7 separate regions of the Mus musculus genome follow, and regions 1, 2, 3, 4, 5 and 6 are each linked to region 7. Evidence: chromatin contacts called from public HiChIP or PLAC-seq and promoter capture Hi-C data. All regions are on one chromosome and are shown on one strand. Each heading gives the region's core, a stretch centred on a gene start, on an enhancer-like site or on the middle of the called end of the contact. The rest is flanking DNA. Distances are from core to core; before and after follow the strand shown. Region 1 holds the start of Ptges (prostaglandin E synthase). Region 2 holds the start of Prrx2 (paired related homeobox 2). Region 3 overlaps Prrx2 (paired related homeobox 2). Region 4 has its middle 24 kb from the start of Ptges. Region 5 holds the start of Tor1b (torsin family 1, member B). Region 6 overlaps Prrx2 (paired related homeobox 2). Region 7 holds the start of Ier5l (immediate early response 5-like).

What was found. Promoter capture Hi-C pulls out the DNA fragments that hold promoters and counts their contacts. HiChIP or PLAC-seq counts read pairs in DNA pulled down with a chosen protein or histone mark.
Region 1: a FOXA1 HiChIP or PLAC-seq map of pancreatic cancer cells shows a contact between it and region 7. The contact joins the promoter of Ptges here to the promoter of Ier5l in region 7. A contact is called at or near these places in 9 of 39 promoter capture datasets (the 3T3-L1 cell line, the C10 cell line, cranial neural crest and 5 more), 3 of 484 Hi-C or Micro-C datasets (the G1E-ER4 cell line, bone marrow-derived macrophages and embryonic stem cells), 21 of 115 datasets of contacts at active chromatin or transcription factors (SST interneurons, VIP interneurons, bone marrow-derived macrophages and 12 more) and 2 of 9 other capture datasets (embryonic stem cells and liver).
Region 2: an H3K4me3 HiChIP or PLAC-seq map of embryonic stem cells shows a contact between it and region 7, with 23 read pairs. The contact joins the promoter of Prrx2 here to the promoter of Ier5l in region 7. A contact is called at or near these places in 13 of 39 promoter capture datasets (the C10 cell line, the HPC-7 cell line, cranial neural crest and 8 more), 1 of 15 datasets of contacts at CTCF or cohesin (the NIH/3T3 cell line), 7 of 484 Hi-C or Micro-C datasets (the G1E-ER4 cell line, bone marrow-derived macrophages, cardiomyocytes and 4 more), 21 of 115 datasets of contacts at active chromatin or transcription factors (the NIH/3T3 cell line, craniofacial prominence, embryonic basal ganglia and 14 more) and 4 of 9 other capture datasets (adipose tissue, embryonic stem cells, liver and 1 more).
Region 3: an H3K4me3 HiChIP or PLAC-seq map of embryonic limb bud shows a contact between it and region 7, with 7 times the contacts expected there. The contact joins the enhancer-like site here to the promoter of Ier5l in region 7. A contact is called at or near these places in 9 of 39 promoter capture datasets (the C10 cell line, cranial neural crest, embryonic stem cells and 4 more), 1 of 484 Hi-C or Micro-C datasets (bone marrow-derived macrophages) and 14 of 115 datasets of contacts at active chromatin or transcription factors (embryonic basal ganglia, embryonic forebrain, embryonic limb bud and 9 more).
Region 4: an H3K4me3 HiChIP or PLAC-seq map of embryonic stem cells shows a contact between it and region 7, with 15 read pairs. The contact joins the enhancer-like site here to the promoter of Ier5l in region 7. A contact is called at or near these places in 20 of 39 promoter capture datasets (the 3T3-L1 cell line, 3T3-L1-derived adipocytes, the C10 cell line and 14 more), 3 of 15 datasets of contacts at CTCF or cohesin (the NIH/3T3 cell line, embryonic stem cells and large pre-B cells), 17 of 484 Hi-C or Micro-C datasets (the HL-1 cell line, embryonic fibroblasts, embryonic stem cells and 8 more), 36 of 115 datasets of contacts at active chromatin or transcription factors (SST interneurons, Th17 cells, bone marrow-derived dendritic cells and 21 more) and 2 of 9 other capture datasets (adipose tissue and embryonic stem cells).
Region 5: a promoter capture Hi-C map of hematopoietic stem and progenitor cells shows a contact between it and region 7, with 4 times the contacts expected there. The contact joins the promoter of Tor1b here to the promoter of Ier5l in region 7. A contact is called at or near these places in 23 of 39 promoter capture datasets (the 3T3-L1 cell line, 3T3-L1-derived adipocytes, the C10 cell line and 15 more), 1 of 15 datasets of contacts at CTCF or cohesin (the NIH/3T3 cell line), 2 of 484 Hi-C or Micro-C datasets (embryonic fibroblasts and stem cell-derived neural stem cells), 20 of 115 datasets of contacts at active chromatin or transcription factors (astrocytes, bone marrow-derived macrophages, craniofacial prominence and 14 more) and 5 of 9 other capture datasets (adipose tissue, embryonic stem cells, liver and 2 more).
Region 6: a contact with region 7 is called in an H3K4me3 HiChIP or PLAC-seq map of embryonic stem cells, with 2.7 times the contacts expected there. The contact joins the enhancer-like site here to the promoter of Ier5l in region 7. A contact is called at or near these places in 10 of 39 promoter capture datasets (cranial neural crest, embryonic stem cells, frontonasal cranial neural crest and 4 more), 1 of 484 Hi-C or Micro-C datasets (embryonic stem cells), 20 of 115 datasets of contacts at active chromatin or transcription factors (SST interneurons, bone marrow-derived macrophages, craniofacial prominence and 12 more) and 2 of 9 other capture datasets (embryonic stem cells and liver).

What each region holds. Positions count from the first base shown.
Region 1 is chr2:30,901,978-30,904,677 of GRCm38.p6, reverse strand. It overlaps Ptges (prostaglandin E synthase), which reads left to right and starts at 1,381. Exons shown (of 3, transcript NM_022415.3): 1 at 1,381-1,588. The coding sequence starts at 1,460. It overlaps Gm52550 (a long non-coding RNA gene), which reads right to left and starts at 1,423. Exons shown (of 3, transcript XR_003954020.1): 1 at 1,359-1,423; 2 at 1,028-1,143; 3 at 204-650.
Region 2 is chr2:30,844,068-30,846,767 of GRCm38.p6, reverse strand. It overlaps Prrx2 (paired related homeobox 2), which reads right to left and starts at 1,401. Exons shown (of 4, transcript NM_009116.2): 1 at 1,087-1,401. The coding sequence starts at 1,333.
Region 3 is chr2:30,863,895-30,866,594 of GRCm38.p6, reverse strand. All of the region lies in intron 1 of Prrx2 (paired related homeobox 2), which reads right to left. Among named protein-coding and RNA genes, the nearest start is that of Prrx2, 20 kb to the right of the region's middle. Within about 2 kb of position 1,329, at least 100 of the 459 cell types and tissues checked have an H3K27ac peak or open chromatin away from gene starts, as enhancers often do. A contact at or near this core is called in embryonic limb bud, embryonic stem cells, fibro-adipogenic progenitors and 2 more, where this site is marked.
Region 4 is chr2:30,926,310-30,929,009 of GRCm38.p6, reverse strand. It overlaps a transcript of Ptges not described here. Among named protein-coding and RNA genes, the nearest start is that of Ptges, 24 kb to the right of the region's middle. Within about 2 kb of position 1,414, at least 92 of the 459 cell types and tissues checked have an H3K27ac peak or open chromatin away from gene starts, as enhancers often do. A contact at or near this core is called in 3T3-L1-derived adipocytes, the HL-1 cell line, the NIH/3T3 cell line and 11 more, where this site is marked.
Region 5 is chr2:30,951,733-30,954,531 of GRCm38.p6, reverse strand. Tor1b (torsin family 1, member B) reads right to left here and starts at 1,531. Exons shown (of 5, transcript NM_133673.3): 1 at 1,309-1,531; 2 at 515-780. The coding sequence starts at 1,507.
Region 6 is chr2:30,880,109-30,882,808 of GRCm38.p6, reverse strand. It overlaps Prrx2 (paired related homeobox 2), which reads right to left. Exons shown (of 4, transcript NM_009116.2): 4 at 1,562-2,014. The coding sequence ends at 1,879. Among named protein-coding and RNA genes, the nearest start is that of Gm52550, 22 kb to the left of the region's middle. Within about 2 kb of position 1,333, at least 4 of the 459 cell types and tissues checked have an H3K27ac peak or open chromatin away from gene starts, as enhancers often do. A contact at or near this core is called in embryonic stem cells, where this site is marked.
Region 7 is chr2:30,472,854-30,475,553 of GRCm38.p6, reverse strand. Ier5l (immediate early response 5-like) reads left to right here and starts at 1,355. Exons shown (of 1, transcript NM_030244.3): 1 at 1,355-2,700. The coding sequence starts at 1,543. It overlaps Gm31291 (a long non-coding RNA gene), which reads right to left and starts at 1,246. Exons shown (of 7, transcript XR_003954013.1): 1 at 1,080-1,246; 2 at 276-479.

The DNA of each region.
Region 1 (2,700 bases), core at 132-2,631, 430 kb before region 7:
TCTCATCAGCCCTGACTTTTGAGACAGGGTTTATTTAATATATCCTAGGCTGGCCTCACGTTCACTATGTAACCAAGGATGGCCGGACATATATCTCCAACCAAGACCCTTATAGTTCCAGCAACTGCTATGGTGTGTGTGTGTGTGTGTGTGTGTGTGTGAGAGAGAGAGAGAGAGAGAGAGAGAGAGAGAGAGACAAGATAGTCAGTTTCATTTTATAGCTAGGGAAATTGGATCAGAGCCCAGAGCTACATTGGTGCTCTAAGGACTGGCTAAGTTTACAGCCGAGTGGGGTTCAGGCTAGTTGCCCCTAGATCTCTTGCTTTGAGGCATGCATGGCAGGCTGATGGTGATGTTCCTTTGGCCTGATTACTGTTCTTTACGATCTAGCTGACTGACGAAGGGAGCGAGCAGGGAAGGTGTGTATTTGTAATTTGCTGGCAGCAGAGGCAGGGGGATGCTCGGAGCTCACTGGCCCGTCAGGCTGGCAGAATGATGAGCTCTGGAGCAGTGGAAGATCAGACCTCAAAATGTAACAGGGCCAGGCTGTACTGGTGCATGCCCTTCGTCGCAGCACTGGAAGGGCCAAAGCAGGGAGCTCTCTGAGTTCCAGGCCATGGGGGGTAGATAGTGAGGTTCTCTCTCTCTCTCTCAAAAAAGGAAAAGAGAAAAGTTAGGTGCTTAGGCTAGTGAGACCTGAATGTGACTCACATGGCAGAACAAAACCATCATCAGCAAGTTATCTTCTGACTTTCATACAGGTACTGTGGCACACAATAAATAAATAAACATAATTTTAAAAGAAATTAAAAATTAAGATGGACATTGAGAAAGTCATGTGACAGCAGCTACTGGCTTCCACGCAAAGGTGCACACACGTGAATATCCCCACCCATATGCAAATACACACACACACACACACACACACACACACACACACACGAATTGGTAATTGGGGGTCTGTGTCCTGTTAGAGGATGGCAGAAGGATCTGTCTCCTCACCTTCCATCTTGCAGAGACAACCCACCTCCATGGCTGCATGTCCAGCATTACAGCGGCCACACATTAGCATAAATGCCCTGGTTCTCACGCTCTTTCGGAAGGTGGGCATGGGTCAGTGATATGCAGACTGGGGTCGGAGACCTGATGTTAAGTGAGAAAACACTCTATGTAGTCTGAGGCTTTCAAAAGAACAATGGTCCTGAGCCAAGGATGGCGTGGGACACCTCCATTCCTCTGCTTCCCACCCCCCACCCGGACACTTGGAGCAGAAGTCTCTGGGTTCCTTCTTGACTTGAGCAGGGGGCCTGCTGCGGGTGATCAGGGTGGGCGGGGAGTGGGCGGGGGTGACCGCCTACTCAGGACTTGGCCCGCCTCCTCCTCTCCATAAGCCGCCTGTGGGACAGTCTCACTCTCAGTCCCGGTGTCCCCGAGTTGAAGTCCAGGCCGGCTAGCCGAGATGCCTTCCCCGGGCCTGGTGATGGAGAGCGGCCAGGTGCTCCCGGCCTTTCTGCTCTGCAGCACACTGCTGGTCATCAAGATGTACGCGGTGGCTGTCATCACAGGCCAGATGAGGCTGCGGAAGAAGGTACGTTCGCTGGTGGAGTGGGGGGGGGGGGGGGCGCTGGAGGAGAAGGGGATCAGCACTCTGCTGGCTTTTCCCTGCAAGAAAAGTCTAGGGACTGAAAAAACGTGGCCGAGATGTGTATGCCGGCGTGCGGTGGGAGCTGCTTCAAGGCTGCCGCCACCACAGCCCTTCTGGGAGCTGGCTTAGCCTTCAGCTCCTGAACCCTCTTGGTTTGAGAGTACTGGGGGGCTCCCTTGCGAGTGGAGCACAGGGACTCTTGACAGCGAGAGGTGTCTGGACCTGGCAGTTTCCCGGCAGGCAGGGAGATCTCATATCTGGGTGGAGTGGGAACCCGCAACGCAGGAGCCTAAGAAGTCTTTCCGTGGAAATTCCCACTCCCCATGGACGCCGCACACACTTGTGGCACCCTAGAGGGTGCCTTGAGGGACCACAGACATTCTCTGGTCCCAGTCCCGGCAAAGAAACCAAAGTAAAAGAACCTACGTGGAGCTGGTGGGAGTGGCCAGGGCTCCCAGACCCCTTCTAGGGGTCCATTGGAAGCGCCTAGAAAGTAGAAGCAGTGAATCATCTGCCCTTTACAGACACTTCCCCCTAAACCAACATCTGTCCAGCCCAGAGGCGAGGGACTCGGAGTACGGGGATGGGACGGGGTGGGCCGCTTGCCCTCCTGCCAGGTTCAGCCCCTGCCTGGGGCAGGTACTGACAGGAATGAAGGCAGGGCCACCCCTGACTGACTGACTGTCTCTCATTCTTCTGCTTTGGTTTGTCCTGGGACACAGATGCCAGGGAGAGATAGCTACATTCTGTTCTTGTCCCTTCTGTAGGGCCCCCAAAGTTGAGCACTAAGTCACCACCAGGAAGGCAGTAGGAGTTAGCTTACCCTGGTTTTCCAGTGAGTTAAGGAGAGGTCTGCCTACTATGGGATCCTTCCATCCCCTTTGAAGTTAACTCTGGCTCCCGAGCCTGACTTCCTCTAGGGCTCCTCTCCCCATGGGAGATGCAGGGGTGGAGGAAAGCCTTCTCTGCTTTGGGCCCTGGGCTCCTCTATTTCTGCCAAGTGGGACCAGGGAATCACACTCTGCATTGAGAGGACGGGAGCCGGCTCAGGATCC
Region 2 (2,700 bases), core at 152-2,651, 370 kb before region 7:
TGCTTGAGCATCCCTCTAACCATGATCTTCCACAGGAAGTGGAGTCCTTAGGGTGGGTGGGAAGGTGTGGGGGGCGGATACCAACCCCTGTTCTGTCAGCTCCCCACACAAACTCCCTCTTCTTTGAAAAGCTGAGCTGAGGACTTTATAATCCTGTGTGACTTTGTGTGTGTGTGTGTGTGTGTGTGTGTGTGTGTGTGTGTGTGCGCGCGCGCGCGTGGTGGTATTGGGTGGACTGGTTGTTTTTAAAGCCCCTTCCAGATGACCTTTAACCTCTGCTGGGGAAATAGGCCTAGCTAGCTGTCCTGAGAGATCCTCCACCCCAAACTGGTGGGCGTGGTTGTGCAGATATCTCCACCCCACAAACCCTCTGAAGACTTGTCTTAGTTTGAAGGTCCTAGACTAAGTTTGGCTTAGTGGCTCGGCCTCTCCACAGCCTCAGTTTCCCCCAGCAGCAAAGGCACCAGCTTCTGAGGGTAGGCTGGTATGGAGTGCAAGGGAAGCCAGCTTTCCCCAAGTCACACATCCTCAAGATTGTAAGTGGATCTGGTTCAAAGAGGGTCTCCCCTGAAGGAGGGACTTTTGAAACAACAGCAGGTCACCTCTCACCACACCACTGGACTGTGGTTTCTGTGATTGTGGCTCCCACTGTGAACAATCCAGTCCTCCAGTGCCCACAGCTGAGATCCTGCAGCTAGGGGGTTCCTTTAGCTGCTCTGGTCCACAGCCACAGTCTCGCAAACCCTGTGTCCCCACAGCCCAGGGATCCCACAGCCAGGGTTCAACAGTCCACTAGTCCTGCAGTCCATGGTCTCTGTAGCTGGGATCTTGGAGCTAGCTCTCTCTCTCTCTCTCTCTCTCTCTCTCTCTCTGTGTGTGTGTGTGTGTGTGTTGTCCCATTATCCGCCGATCCCACAGTCACAGTCGCACAAGCCAAAGACTCCACCAACTAAAAGTTCCAGAGCTAGTGGATCCTGCAGCCAGTGAACTCCTCAGCCCGAGTTACTTAAGGAAGGGATCCCTGGACCCGGAGTGCTGTAGTCCGAGTCCCGCCGCCCCTGCCCGGTTCCCACGCCGCACACTCACCGTCCTGCGGCGCCGCCTCGCTGCCGCTGCTGCCCCCGGACGGTTCGCGCGCCGCTCCCTCCCGCGCCTCGGCGGGCCCCGAAACGGGCCCCGCAGCCCTGCGCCCAGCAGCCGCCACCTCCTCCAGGTCCAGGAGGTGGCTCACCGAGAAGTTCTTGCGCGCCTGGGCGCAATCGCCGGGTGCGGGCGGGGGCCCCGGGCCGGGCGCTGGCGGGTCTAGGGCGAAGGCGGCGGCCGCGCTGTCCATGCCCTGGCCGCGCCTCTGCCGGCCGCCGCCGCCTCCCGCTGCTCACTGTGCCGGATCTCAAGTCAGTCGGTCGGGGACCCGAACTTTCTGCCCTCCCCTACGGGCGGACCGCTCACTAGCCAGCGGCCCGGGCCACACGCCCCTTGTCGGGGCGGACCTCGCCCCTGGCTCCCCTCCCCGCGTCCTGCGCCGTCCGGCGGGAGGCGGGGCCAGGCCGGGGTCCTCGGACTCCCAGAAGCAGTTTAGGGGGTGCCCAAATCCCGTGGGGAGGGGTCTTTAAATATCTCAACCAGAGTCTCTGGAGGTGATGGGTGGGGAATCCGCCTCTGTTTGTTGCATATTGGGGGTGGGGCACCCCAAGAAAGTTGACAGATCCTGTCCCCTCCAGTCCACTCCTTCTTAGACAGGGTCTCATATATTGCAGATTAGCCTCGAATTTGCTACGGAGCCAGGAGCGGCCTTGAACGCTTCCCAGATTGTCCCTCATTGTTCCCACACTGATGGAAAGAAGGAGAAGTTTTCGAGGACCACCCCGCTCCCTCCATGCCGAAAGGAAGGTTCGGGCATGGAGGCTGGGCCTTTTCTCTCATGTTGCAGTGGGTGACACTTATGCGCCTGTCCCCAGAATAGGTTCTCCTAAGGACCAACCAAGTAGGAAGGGGCGAGCTTCTGGGGTGCACAAGGAAGAGACTCAGCAAGGATCATAGATGAATGACAGCGGAGGGAAAGACAAACCAGGTCTATCTTTTATGTAACTTTTTCAAGAAAGACCAGAGAACCAGCGGGTGAGAAGAACGGAGACTCTTCAGGGCTCCAAATACCCCAAGTCTTACCCCAAAACTATTTTCACTCCCCTTGCTACTGCCAGAAAGACATGAAGTCATAGCACCAAAGAGAACACAAGGAGGTCTTCAGGGTGTCAGAGGCGGGCAGCAGGAAACCGTCTCGAGACCCACCCTGGAGACTCTGACCCACCCCGGGGTACCCTGAGTCTCTGCCAAGGACACAGGGATATTGCAAAGGGTCTGAGAAACGATCTAGCTCCTGTTCCCTTGCAGGACAGACCAGGAAAAGCTAAAGCTCATTTTAGTGCTCAGAGAACGACTGAAGTTGGCCTGTCCAAGCTCTTGTTTACTGCGCAAAGTGAGGTCCAGAGCCTATATACGTTGCATTAGGGTCTGGGGAGCGCTGTGGCCACAGTGGTATCCTTCATCTCATGTAGTCACCATTCAGAGCACGATGAGCAGAGATGTCCTACATCAATGCTCGGGCTCCAGCCTCCTGTGTTAATATCAAGACTGTGCTTGGACCTTGAGCAAGTATCTGAGACCCTAGTTTCCTTGATTGCCGAATAAATTATTGAGAGG
Region 3 (2,700 bases), core at 80-2,579, 390 kb before region 7:
CAAGTTACTTTAACTGCCCTCTCTAAATGGCTGTTTCTAACTTGGAATTTGCAGAGAAAAGGGTGCCAGGAACACAGAGGTCTCGCTCCTAGGTATCTCTTAGCATCTCAGAGATCAGCTCCCTCCTTCCTATGATACTTCATGGCGAAAGGAGTAGAAATGCAGGAACACACACACAAAGGAGTGGAAATGCAGGAACACACACATGCATACATGTGCATGTTCACACACATATATGCACAAACACACATGTGCACACAGACACATGCATGCATGTGCATGCTCATGCACATACATGCACATACACACATGCACACATGGACACTCACACACACACACACATGCACATACACAGGGCAAGTCCACCAGCTTCACTGATTTTCTGAAGTTTGATGCTAAGCACCTAGTCCCCAGAGCCTTCAGGCACAAATTGGATTCTATCTCTAAACCATTGTTCCCTCTCTGCCTCCACCCCTGTTCTTTGGATCTCAGTTTCTCTGAGAAGTGGGCTTATGAGTCGTCCTCTAAGGTTTTGGAAGAGGTTTAGGGGTTGCTGGAGTTCTTGGAGTTTGGACTGTCCCCAGCCCTGGCTACTTGGCCTCTGCAAACGCCTGGGGTGTCTCCACCCAACAGCATCAAGAAGCAATTGGTTTGGTCTGGAGAGATGGCTCAGTGGTTAAGAGCACTGACTGCTCTTCCAGAGGTCCTGAGTTCAATTCCCAGTAACCACATGGTGGCTCACAGCCATCTGTAATGGCCCTCTTCTGGTGTGTGGACAAATAAATAAATAAATAAATAAATAAATAAATAAATAAATAAATAAAAAAGCAATTGGCTTGTTGGGTAGGGATAGGCAGCCCTCCTTTCTCTCCTACATCAGAACCAGGGAGCTTGGAGTCTCCTCAGAGCTGGACCACTCTTTCCCAACCACTCAACAGAAAGGATGCAAACCACACCCACTTCCCTCCCCTAAGAACAAGGCAAGCACCTCTTCAGGAGCCAACCTGGGCTAGCCTGGCCTCCCCGGAGATGGGTTTTACCCACATTGTTTTCTTCTCTCCTCTACCAACCTAGGACATAGTAGGTCACACTTGGAAGCCCAGAGACCATCGCAAAGCTGGAATGGGGACATCAGAGTTGGGGCTGCAGGTGTGTCGCTGGGCCAGGCCTCAATGAGATCCCTTGTTCTGGTCTGGTGGATGACAGACAAGCCCATGGCAGAATCGGGGTTTCAAAGCCGCACCCCCTTTTCTCCTCCCCTTCCCAACTGGCAGCCCCTAAGATGACTCAGCTTTAAAACAGCTTATGCAGGATTTAAGCAAACAAACTCTGGGGGCGGGAGGGTCCTCAGCACGCAAGGAGCAGGAACGGCTGAGGGCTGGCTTTTGGGATGCCCCTTCTCTCAGCCGGTCCCGAGTCCTGTTCTCGTCACTCCGGCCTGGGGTCGCAGGACCCCGGGGACCGCGCCCTCAGACGCCTGCCATGTGTGCGCCAGGCCGAGCGTGCGAGCCGCCGGGGCGGCCAGGGCGGCGCCGCCACATCTGGTTCCAGGCGCGGCCCTGGCGCCGGCCTCGCCGCAGCCCCGCGGCCCAGACACCGTTAACAGCCTGGCGCGCCCTGCCCTGTCGCATCCCGGGTACTACCGTCACCATCCCCATCCCCCACCACGGCCCAGGAAGGGAAACTGAGGCTGGGAGGTCCTATGGAGAAATGGCACAGCAGAGAAGGCACTGGGCTAGACCCCATCCTCGGCTGTAAGACACCCTGTCACCCCAAAGTAGCAGTCATGCAGCCCCTCCTTCTCCGGGACCCTTAGACCTTGCGCCTAGAGGATGTGAGGTTTTGTGGGATGCTCCAGGATCGTGGGTGACCAAACTCCATCCATTCGCCAGCAGAGCTCCAGAGAACAACCAGGTTCTTTGGTGTGCCTGAGAGCTGCCCTGCCCTACAAAGGCCTTTCTGGGCATCAAAGGAAGAGCCTAGTTGGTCTGTAGACGAGACTATGATCTTTAGGGGCAGTCTGTCACACTCCAGTATCTGGTGATAGATTGCAGTTAGCTACAACGGGCTACTGAGTGGCAGTCCTGGCACCTCTGGCTGCTCACAACGACACATATGTGCTTGCACACTGCGAGGGCTTCTTGTCTCTGGCTCCTGCAGTTTTTCTACAGAGGGGCTTTCTAAGGAGGTGGGGCCACATCAAAGCCAGCACTCACCTTTTTCTGAGCTGCACACTGGCAGAACAGAAGAACCCGGCCCCATTCATTCACCCCCAAACCCACTTGGGAGACTTGCTCACCCAGGAATGAGAAAGTCTGGATTGTAGAACAAAACCAATTTGCAGACTTGTGAGGAGGGAAGGTGCTCTCCCATGGGAGGTTAATGCCCTGCCCTGAGACCCGTACAGACAGTTTTACTCTCAGTTAATCCACCTGCAGGGGATGGGCGGGTCAGGAGTCACGTTCTCTTGACCACTATTCTAAGAAGTGGAAGTGGGAGGGGGCATGGAGGGTGTGTGTGTGTCTGTATGTGAAAGAGAGACAGAGACAAAGAGACAGAGACTAAGAGACAGAGAGACAGAGACAAAGAGACAGAGACAGGCTGGGGCTGGGGCAGCTGGCCATCAGGGACCATTCATCAACTTATCTGTCACCTCCTCATCCTGGCTCTCCAGAAAGGCCACTTTATGTGGTTTCTGGT
Region 4 (2,700 bases), core at 165-2,664, 450 kb before region 7:
GAGCGCTGGCCTAGCATATCTGTAGCCCTGAGTTTCACCCCAGCACCTCATAAAGTGTCGCATGCTTGTAACCCTAGTACTTGGGAGGGAGAGACAGAGGTTCAAGGTCATCCTTGACCACAATGCAAGTTCAAGGGCTAGCTGGGGAGTTCTACCTGAAAAACAAAACAAACTAATAAAACCTTAAAGTGAAACCAGCCTGGTGGTACGCACCTTTAATCCAAGTCTCTCTGTCTGGTTGGTCCCTTCTCTGGTGTAGAAAGTGGCTCTTTTCTCTGCTGCTACCAACAGGCTTACAATGGTTCATACATCGCCCGTGGTGGCTTCTGTGGCCAGAACCATATCTGAGGAAGAGCCTGGTCCCAAGTGCAATGAGAGGCCTGCTGGCAGCCAGGGGCTCATCTGGTTGTCACTGAGACACTGGGCTGGGAAGGGGTGGGGTCTTGAGACACCGTGGAGTGGAGTTAGGCGATGGGGAGCCACACACACAGAATGTCTTAAAACCCTAAGGTACCCAGAGAAAGTATGGTCTCCAAGCCCGGGGGTGGAAGAGTCTGAGCCTCTCTGGTTTGTGAAGGCTGACAGCTGCTCTGCTATGGCTGGGGCAGAGAGTCCATGAGACCGCCAGGATAAGCAGACCTCTAGTGGGCATTCACGGTATTGCAGGCAGGTGAGCCAGTCAGCGTTAAAAGCAGTTTTCCAGAGTCGTTTGTGAGTTCATGTCTTTCCATTTAAAATTTATTTTTATTTGTGTGTGTGTGTGTGTGTGTGTGTGTGTGTGTGTGTGTGTGTGTGTGTGTGTGCGTACTTGTCTGAACGTGCACATCATGTATAAAGTGCCCACAGAGACCAGAAGAGGGTGTCAGATTTCCCTGGGACTGGAGTTAGGGGATGTTTGAGTCATCATGTGGGCTCAGGGAACTGAACTTAGGTCCTCTGCAAGCAAGGCAGTGCTCTTTCCCGCTGAGCCGTGTCTCTGTACCAGCTGCTCACAGCTCTAGTTCCTCGTGGTCTATTTGGGCCCATCCCGCCTACCTTCCCATCAGGGCTTCAGAGGAGCACTGGGTGCTGCCATAGGTACCCACTGCTACCTGTGACCAGGTGCTCTCTGCTGTCCAATCAGCTGCACCACGGTGACAGGAGCATGAGTCCTTACAGGGACAATTCCTCATGGCTGCTGGTCTGGGGAAACATATGTCCATCTGGGTATATAAAAGAAATGATGTGTCATAGGGACATGGCAGAGGCCTGAGTTCTGGGCCTTGTCCAGTATATGGTTTGGCTGCCTGCCTGTTAGCCAGGTTTTGGGAGAGCTCTGAAGCCTTCTCTGTCTTCTTCCCTACTACTGCACTGTTGTGGGTGATCACGCGCATCACACATGTGTTCCCAGCCCTTTGGCCTCTATCAGTTCTGACTGTGTGTGTTCCCCGGATGACCCTGTGGGAAGGGCACCAGCCTCACCCAGCTTGGGGAGTGAGGCGTTGTGTAACTCCCCCCACCACCACCACCAAATTTCCCTCCTCTGGCTTGCTGCTAAAGATTTGAAATGTAGGGACATTTGCAAATGAGCCAACTTCCTGAGTGTCTCAGCGGCTGCTGAGTGTTTGTTGATGCTAGGTAAGTGTTGGGGGACTCATTTCCGGCCCCCTGTGGCTGGCTAGATTGGATACAAGCTCATCCTCTGTGTAAGAGCTTAGCCTCAGGAAGGAACATGGCCTAGTTGAATCTCAGTTCTTAAAATAGCAACAGCAGAGTGTGGAGTAAAGGGCTTGCCACACAGGCCTGAGGATCCGAATTAGATCCCCAGGGGCCGTGTGTAAAACCAGTGTGATGGTGCGTGGCTGGAACCCCAGCACTAAGAAGGGGAAGACAGACAGATGCCTGGGGATCCCCGGAGCTCCAGCCAGCCAGCCTCAAATCAGAGAGCTCCAGGCTCAGTGAGAGTCCTTGTCTCAAACAATAACGTGGAAGAGCTGGAGTGGTGGCTGATGGGCGAGAGCACTTTTACCGCTGTTACACAGGCCCTGGGTTTGGCCGGAGGGTCACGACCGCCTGTACCTCCAGCTCCAGTGGACTGTATACCCCCAGCAAGCACCCACACATGTGGCACACACTCAGCTAGATATAGGCACGGAAAATTCAACTTCAGCCCCTGGCCTCTGCGTGCATGTACACACCAGGCATGTGCACAGACATGTACACACACACACACACACACACACCAACAGCAACAGCAACAATAACTAACCCTTAGGACACTCACAACTCCTGCAGAGCCTGGAACATCCCACGAGAGTGAGAGGCCAGCTACTTTCATGCATGTTTTATAGACAGAAGCTGAGGCTCAGAGAGGCACACTATATAGGAACTAGATGTTGGATCCGACATGGGCTCCTTCTTGCTTCTCAGCCAACTCAAACCCAACAGCTTGAGTTTGACCCTGGGACCCACATGCTGGAAGGAGAGAACTGATTCCTGCAAGCTGTCCTCTGCCTTCCATACTCCAGCTGTGGCACTCACCCCTCCCCCATAAAGTAAATAAAAATATCGATTTAATGTATAGTATAGTCAGAGGAAAATAATGTTTCACACGGAAACACCTTCCAGCTGGCACAGTTATTGCTGATGGGCATTTGAGGAGCCTCAGTTTGTCATTACAGAGCCCTGCTCTGCCCATGATGGCCATCACAAGTCAGACGT
Region 5 (2,799 bases), core at 282-2,781, 480 kb before region 7:
TGGAATAGCAATTTTAGAAACAAAGAAGATGGGACACACCTATAATCCCAGCACTTGGAAGTTGAAGGTAGGAGGATCAGAAGTTCAAAGCCAGCCTCTGCTATTTATAGTGAGTTTGAAGCCAACCTGGGCTACATTAGACCCTGTCTAAAACCACCCTCTCTCCCACATGCCATAAACTGGGCAAATTGATAGATGCCTGTTGATCTCAGCCCTCAGAAAGCTGGATCCCTAACACCAAAGCCAGCCTGGACTACACGATGAGGCACTGTCTCAGAAAGTATAAATAAAGAGAGGCTAGGCATTTAATCCCAGCCTTTGGAGGGCAGAGGTAGGTAGATCTCTGTGAGTTCCAGGCCTGCCAGACCTACACAGTAAAACTCAGTCAAATAAATAGCAGAAAGCAAAGCAGAGGCCAGATGGAGCACTTCAAGGCAGAGAAAGAAAAGCAGAGGCCAGAGCTACTGAGTAAAGTACCCCAGGCATATGATCAAAAATCGGTAGGTTTTCTTGCCTGGTACACCTTTATCTTCTGCTCATGAGGGAAGTGCAAAGTAGAGACGAACAGGTGGACAAAGTTACTCTTCAGGCCTTTTGGATAAAGGTTTTCAGCCACAATCTGGCTGATAAAATTCTTGCCCGTGCCAGCCCAGCCGTGCAAGGACAGAGTCAATGGTTTCTTGGAATTTTTGTTGTTCCTGAAGCCAGTCAATGCCTTGAGAATCACTTCGGTGGCAAGGTGCTGTCCAAACAGCTTCTCTTCCAAGTCCAGCTTGAGGGCTGCGGAGGCCCGCACCGGAACAAAGAGAAAAACACAGGTTAAAAAAGTACCTGAGTCAGAGGCACAGTTAGCGACTGATCCAGCAGGGCCAGAAGGGATGAAAAATGCAGAGATCTCACAGATCAGAGCCAGAATCATAAGGACCTACAGTCAGATCCTTAAGTGCCAGTTCTCCTTAACATCTAAATGTCAAACAAGCTACACAGATTCTTTCATCCAGGGAAGAACCATTTGGCGGCTGTGCTCCGGGCTAGCTTTCCCGCCACCCCTGATGGCTCGAAAAAAAAACAAACAAACAGCAAGAGCAACAGGCGGGCTTTCTGGATGGAGCTCCACGCCTGGCACCCCCTGGCGGGGCGCACCAGCTGGCCCCGTTGCGTTCAGTTCTCCAGGTGGTCATTGCAAGGCCTGCAAAGGTGTGGCGAGGTCCCGGCCGTGTGTGTCTCCCGCGGCGCCGCATCCAGCAGGAGCGGGAGCCAAGCTCCCAGTGCCCTCCCGCCCGCCCCGACCGGCCCGCGGGCACATACCCGACGTGTTGAGGGGCCGTTCCTCATGGCAGCACTCGGTGAAGCGGCAGTAGAAATCGGTATAGGACAGGTAGCCGGTGAGCGCCGACACGGCCCCGATGGCGATGCCCACGCTTACGGGCTCGAACGCCCCCGCCACGTGGGCGGCCAGCAGCGCCCACAGGGCCGTGGAGCCCCCAAACGCTCCGATTCGTCTCATCGCACGCAGGGAAGCACCGTGCGGCTGCGCTCCGAGCGCAGGATTCAGTCCCAGGGACTGAACTTCCGGTACGGCGCTGTCACTTCCGCTTAGCTAGAAAGCCGCCTTGTTGGAAAGGGGCGGGGAGATTATTGTCACCAACGTTGTGAGTGTCAGGAAACCCTCTAGAGACCATTAAAGGAATTTCATTCCTATCTTTTAGAGGTCCTGTTTGTTTGTTGGTTGGTTTGTTATACAAACACACACACACACACACACACACACACACAGGAGACGGAGAGAGGGAGAGAACGCAGAGATGGATCAGTTGTTAGGGGCACTGACTAGCTCTTCCTGAGGACCTGGGTTCACTTCCAAGCACCCACATTCCTGTTTTGTGACGGTCTCTAACCAGTTCCAGGGGTTCTGCCACTCTCTTTTGGCCTCTGTAAGCACTGCACACACACACACGGGACACAGACATACACGCAAGCAAAACAATCATACACACAACATAATAAAATTATTGGAAAATTATGCACACATAAAAATCAAAAGCCCAGATTGGGCTCCCAGCATCCACATCTGGTGGCTTATGATTGCCTGTACCTCCAGAACTTTTCCTCCGAGCTTTGTGGGCACCTCCACGTATACGGTGCTGTACAGAAGCTCAGGCGTGCACATACATATAAGATAATACATAAATAAATAAAATAATAATAATAATAATAGCAACAATAATGTGTGCTTGTTGTGAGAGAGACAGGGCTGAGCACTAGGGATGTAACGCACATAGGGACACCTGTGGGGGATTCACAAGGGAGACAGACATTTGTCTATGCGCATACCACACAGTGGGCCCCAGGTTGCCCGCTGGGAATTCATCCATGGAGTAGAGTTGGTCCTGCCTTTCAGGACACACAGGCTGTAGGGGAGGCAAGCAAGGGGACAAGGACTACTGAGTCATCAAAGTCCAGGTACTGTGGGGCAGGGAAAGCCTTTGCCTATGCTGAAGATTAGAGGTATTAATCAAAAACCGACGAAGTTGGTCATGCAGAAAACAAGCAGTGGTGTGGTTTATGTAAAGAGTAGAGTTTGTAAACAGCCCGTCTGAAATGTGTGATTACTCCTCCACACGCCTTCATTATATCAACTTGATATAGAATTTGAAGCCACAGGCTTTTTTCCTTTTTGTTTGTTTGTTTGTTTGGGTGTTTTGTTTTGTTTTGTTTTTGGGACAGGGTTTCTCTGCGGAGCCCTGGCTGTCCTTGAACTCACTCTGTAGACCAGGCTGGCCTCGAACTCAGAAATCC
Region 6 (2,700 bases), core at 84-2,583, 410 kb before region 7:
AGCGATGACTGAGACAGAGGCAGATACCTACACCCAACCATTGGACTGAAGTCGGGGACCCCTATGGTTGAATTAGGGGAAAGACTGAAGAAGCTGAACGGGAGGGTGACCCCATAGGAAGACCAGCAGTTTCAATTAACCCAGACAACTGAGATCTCTCAGATACTGAGCCACCAACCAGGTAGCGTATATGGGCTGGTCTGAGGCAGCCAGCACATATATAGCAGAGGTCTGCATGGTCTGGCCTCAGTGGGAGAAGATGTACTTAATCCTTGAGAGACTTGAGGTTCCAGGGAAGGGGGAAGCCTGGATGGGAGCACCCTCTCAGAGGCAAGGGGGAGGAGGAATGGGATGAGGAACAGTGGAAGGGGGGATCGGGAGGGGAGCAATGACTGGAGTGTAAATAAATGATAAAATAATTGAAAAAGAAAAGACTGTGTATCTCTTTTGCATATGTCAAATGAGTTCAGATGCCCACAGAAGTCTGAAGAGAGCATTGGGTCTCCTGGAGCTGGAATGATGGAAGATTGTAAGCAGCTCAGTGTGTTCTGGGAATTAAACTCAGCTCCTCTGGAAGAGCAACAAGTGATCTTAACTACAGAGCCGTCTTTCTAGCCACGTAATGCTCAGTTTAAATTATCAACTTGATATAATATGGAATCACCTACGGAGAAAAGTCTCATGAGGTGTTTTCTGGATCAGGTTGCCTGTGGCAGACTGTGGCAGACTGTCTTGATTACATTAAATGATGTGAGAAAGCCGGGCGTGGTGGCACACGCCTTTAATCCCAGCACTTGGGAGGCAGAGGCAGGCAGATTTCTGAGTTCAAGGCCAGCCTGGTCTACAGAGTAAGTTCCAGGACAGCCAGGGCTATACAGAGAGACCCTGTCTCAAAAAACAAAACAAAACCAAAAACAAACAAACAAACAAAAAGATGTGAGAAGACCCACCCATTGTGGGCAACACCATTCCCTACGCTTGGGGGTGGGGACTCTAACATACATGTGGTGTCCCTCTCTGCTCTTAACTGTGGATGTGACCAGCTGATGCAAGATCCTGGCACCTTGACTTCTCCACAGTGCTGGCTGTCTCCTGGAATGATGAGCTAATATAAATCCTTTCTCCCTTCAGTTGCTTTTTGCCAGCATATTTCGTCCCATCAACTAGAAAAGAAACTAGGGTACCCTCCGTGGACGCCACACTTCCACATGCTCAGCAGCAAGAGTCTAATCCCTGCACCCCTCTCCACACTCTAGGAATGGTCACCCCTCTTCCACACCCCCATGGAGTGAAAGGGATGTGCCCTGGCCACCATCCAGCAAGACTCCTAAAGAAGCCTTTTGCCCTTCCTCCTGCAGGAGGACCACACCCAAAGCACTTGTCAGGCGTGCAGGCTGCGAGCCCCACTGTGGCTGCCGAATGAGCCAGCCCAGGCCAAGTGTTGCTGTTAGACTTCTGTCTACCAGGAGGGCTAGAATTCAGGCCACCCAGGTCCTGCCTGGCATCCTCTGGGAGCACCCTCTGGGAGCACCCGTCTTGCCCTTCTGAAGCCTCGTGGAGCTTACGAAAAATGGTTTTATTCCTTAAAGACAAAAGCTTTTTGGTTTTAATACATAAGTAAGTGAGTTCCTTGGCGGACTCCAGCTCCGCCTTCTGGCCAGGCCACTCCAGGGGCCTTAGGCCACAATCTCAGCCACCATAGCAGTGACTTGTTCAACTGCTTCCAGCACCCAACAGGCCTCTGGAACTCAGGAAGCTGTGATGGAGAAAAGGCACGGGAGAGGCTGCCCAGTTTGTCTGAGGACAGAGACAGACAAGGCTACTGCCTTTGCTGCAGTCTGCCATTGGGCCAGGGAGGAAGCTGGACCCAATGCACAGTCAGTTCACTGTGGGCACCTGGCTGTGGTGTAGGCTGAACTCTTTGGCCTTGAGGCGAAGGCTGGCGATGCTGTTGGCCATGTTGACTCCAGGAGTTGCAGGACTTGAACCTCCGGGGCTATAGGGAGGCACGGAGCTGGGGAGACAGGAAACACAGGTCCCAGTTGGTGGGTCTGGCTAGTCTTACTTCCCCTGATGAGCTCAGGGTAGCCCAGGCCAGGGTTGCAGGGTTGGGGGAGGAGACAAGCTTCCAGACATAGCACTTGGTCAAAAGAGCCTCACCAGTGGACACCACTATAATCCCAACACCTCTAGTGCTGAGGCAGGAGGATGGCCCAGGCTACAGCGTGGGATGTTTACCATTTATTTATAGACATTCCTCTCTGGATTGTGACCCTCCTGAGAGTGGGACATGTGCCCAGTACCCTAGTACTACTCTGTGACCAAGCGCTTCTGGGTGAGAATAGGTCAGGGAAGGGGGTTGGAGATCCAGGGGGCCCACAATACCCCCTCCCAAGGCTCACAGCTCCCACAGAGCCTGCTATACTGGTGAGGAGACAGAACTCTGGAAGCTATAAGATCTGGTGGCCCAATTAGCAATCTGTCTTTCCCTCCTGGCCATCTTGGAGGGAGCCATTATTTTTTAAGATTAATCTTATGTTTTATTTATATGTATGAGTGCTTGCTTACATGTAACTCAGTATACCACGTGAGTATTTCCAGCCCAAGGAAGGAGCTTTTTTTACTTTATTCTTTCTATCTATCTATCTATCTATCTATCTATCTATCTATCTATCTATCTATCTATCTATCTATCTCAAC
Region 7 (2,700 bases), core at 106-2,605:
CGCTTTTGACACTTGCCACCACTTACAGAAACAATTGGTGAGTGGTTTTCTTGAGACATTGGCCAAGGGGCAGAGTTGCTGAGAGGGTCCAAAGACAGAGGGTTTCAGAAGAGCCCCACTCCCCCCCCCCCATCCCCCAGTCCCACTCAAGGGCCCAGCCCTGGACTCTGCCTGGGCCAATTTTCTGACCTAAGTACTAAAAGGAACCTTAAACGCGGTGGATGAGGCTTGCGGCTGGCATCTTGGGCCCCCCACACCCACCCTTGCCCTCTTACTCTCTTTAAGCTTCTCAGTACAAGGGGACTCTCAGGCATCTTCTCTCTTTTCTGCTCTCTGTCCTCAATTGGTCAGTAGATAACTCAGAATAAGAATCTAAAAGTGGAGAAGTCCTTGGCCTGGGTACTCCTGGGGCTCAGGGTAAGGACCAAAACTTAACAGGTTGCTCCACTCAAGCGGTCTCAAGCTTGGCCTCCAAGAACCTTAAAGGGAGAAATTCAGACTTTTCTGGTAAGAGATCCAAGCTAGGCACTTAGGGCTTCTATTGTCATTGATATTAAGTCAGGAAAGAAGAGGTCTCCCAAAAGAGGAGGAAGCTTGGGGCGGGTTCATAGCCCAAACCCCCACCCCCACCCCCCACCCAGGCAGTCTCACGATCACAAAGCTTCTCTACTAGAGATCAAAAATCACTGGGATTTGAGTCAAACAGAAAGAGAGGCCCTTCCGTGACCATTCCCAGAGGCCCCTGGGCTAACACATCAGGTAATCAGGCCCCAAACCCTCTCTTCCAAGACAGCACTCTAGTTCTCAGGTGCGCCCCCCACTCAGCTTTTCTTGGAAGAAGGCTCAGCTCGCCCAGGTTGCCCCCGGCCGTGGCAGGTGGAAAAGAGGAGGCGCCGCGTGGCTCGAAGCGGGGGAACCGCGCGCACCTGCCGCAGGTGAGGCCCAACCATGCGGAAGGGGGCGGAGCCATCTCCGCTGCGCTCAGGTGAGCCGACCCCCAGCTCGCAGGAGCCACGTCCAGGAAAGCTACGAATTTCGACGTGGCTCCCAAGAGGCGACCCAAAGCTGAGAGAGACTACCTCGGAGGCTCCTAGTCCCACGAGGTGCCGCGGCCCCAGGAGAACATTCGAGGCAACGGCGGCGTTGGAGGCCCGGGGTCCGTTCGTTATTTGAATAGCACAAAGGAACCGCCTTGGTCTGATTGGCCAGTCAAGTGGTCCCGGGGAGGGCAGTGGCTGTCAGTCGGAAGGCTCTACACGCTTCTATTGGCTAATCTACAGTGGGGCGGGGCGCTGCTGCCCAGCTAAATAGTTGGGGCCGGGGCCGGCGGAGGCTCATTGCTTTGGCGCCGTCTGGGGAGCGTGAGCCTGCGGGTGGCGCGCAACGCATGGTGGCGACTTCTCTCGGAGTGTCGCCGACCCGCCGACCCGGGCTCGGTTCCCTGTGCCTGGCTCGCCCGGGCGACCAACTGGAGACACACGCAAGGAGCAGCATTCGCAGCACCAGAGGCGGCTGCTCCGCCGCCCGCGTCTCCGCGGGAGCATGGAGTGCGCCCTGGACGCCCAGAGCCTGATCAGCATCTCCCTGCGCAAGATCCACAGCTCCCGGACCCAGCGCGGCGGCATCAAGCTGCACAAGAACCTCCTGGTGTCCTACGTGCTCCGCAACGCGCGCCAGCTCTACCTGAGCGAGCGTTACGCCGAGCTCTACCGGCGCCAGCAGCAGCAGCAGCAACAGCAGCCGCCCCACCACCAGCACCAGCACCTCGCTTACGCGGCGCCCGGAATGCCGGCCAGCGCGGCCGACTTCGGCCCGCTCCAACTTGGCGGCGGCGGGGACGCGGAGGCGCGCGAGCCGGTTGCCCGGCACCAGCTGCACCAGCTCCACCAGCTTCACCAGCTGCACCTCCAGCAGCAGCTGCACCAACACCAACACCCGGCGCCCAGGGGCTGCACGGCGGCGGCGCCGGTGGCGGTGGCCGGGGCGCCCGCGGGCTGCGCGGGGGCGCTCTCGGAGCTGCCCGGGTGCGCTGCGCTCCAGCCGCCGCACGGCGCGCCCCACCGCGGGCAGCACTTGGAGCCGCTGCAGCCGGGTCCCGCGCCGCTGCCGCCGCCCGCGCCCGCCGCGCTCTGCCCGCGGGACCCTCGCGTCCCGGCCGCTTGCTCTGCGCCCTCGGTGCTTCCGGGGGCTGCCCCTTCGACCGTCGCTGCCTCCTCTCCGCCCGCCTCTACAGCCCCTTCCTCATCCACTGGCTTCTACCGGGGCGCGTACCCGGCCCCCTCGGACTTCGGCGTGCACTGCAGCAGCCAGACCACCGTGCTGGACCTGGACACTCACGTGGTGACCACGGTAGAAAACGGCTACTTGCACCAGGACTGCTGCGCCTCCGCCCACTGCCCCTGCTGTGGCCAGGGCGCTCCGGGACCCGGTCTGGCGTCCGCCGCTGGTTGCAAGCGCAAGTATTACCCTGGCCAGGAGGAAGAGGACGACGAAGAGGACGCGGGCGACCTGGGAGCCGAGCCCCCCGGGGGTACCCCATTCGCCCCCTGTAAGCGCGCCCGCTTCGAGGACTTCTGCCCGGACTCGTCCCCGGACGCGTCCAACATCTCAAACTTGATCTCCATCTTTGGCTCGGGCTTCTCGGGGCTGGTGAGCCGACAGCCGGACTCCTCGGAGCAGCCGCCGCCGCTCAACGGGCAG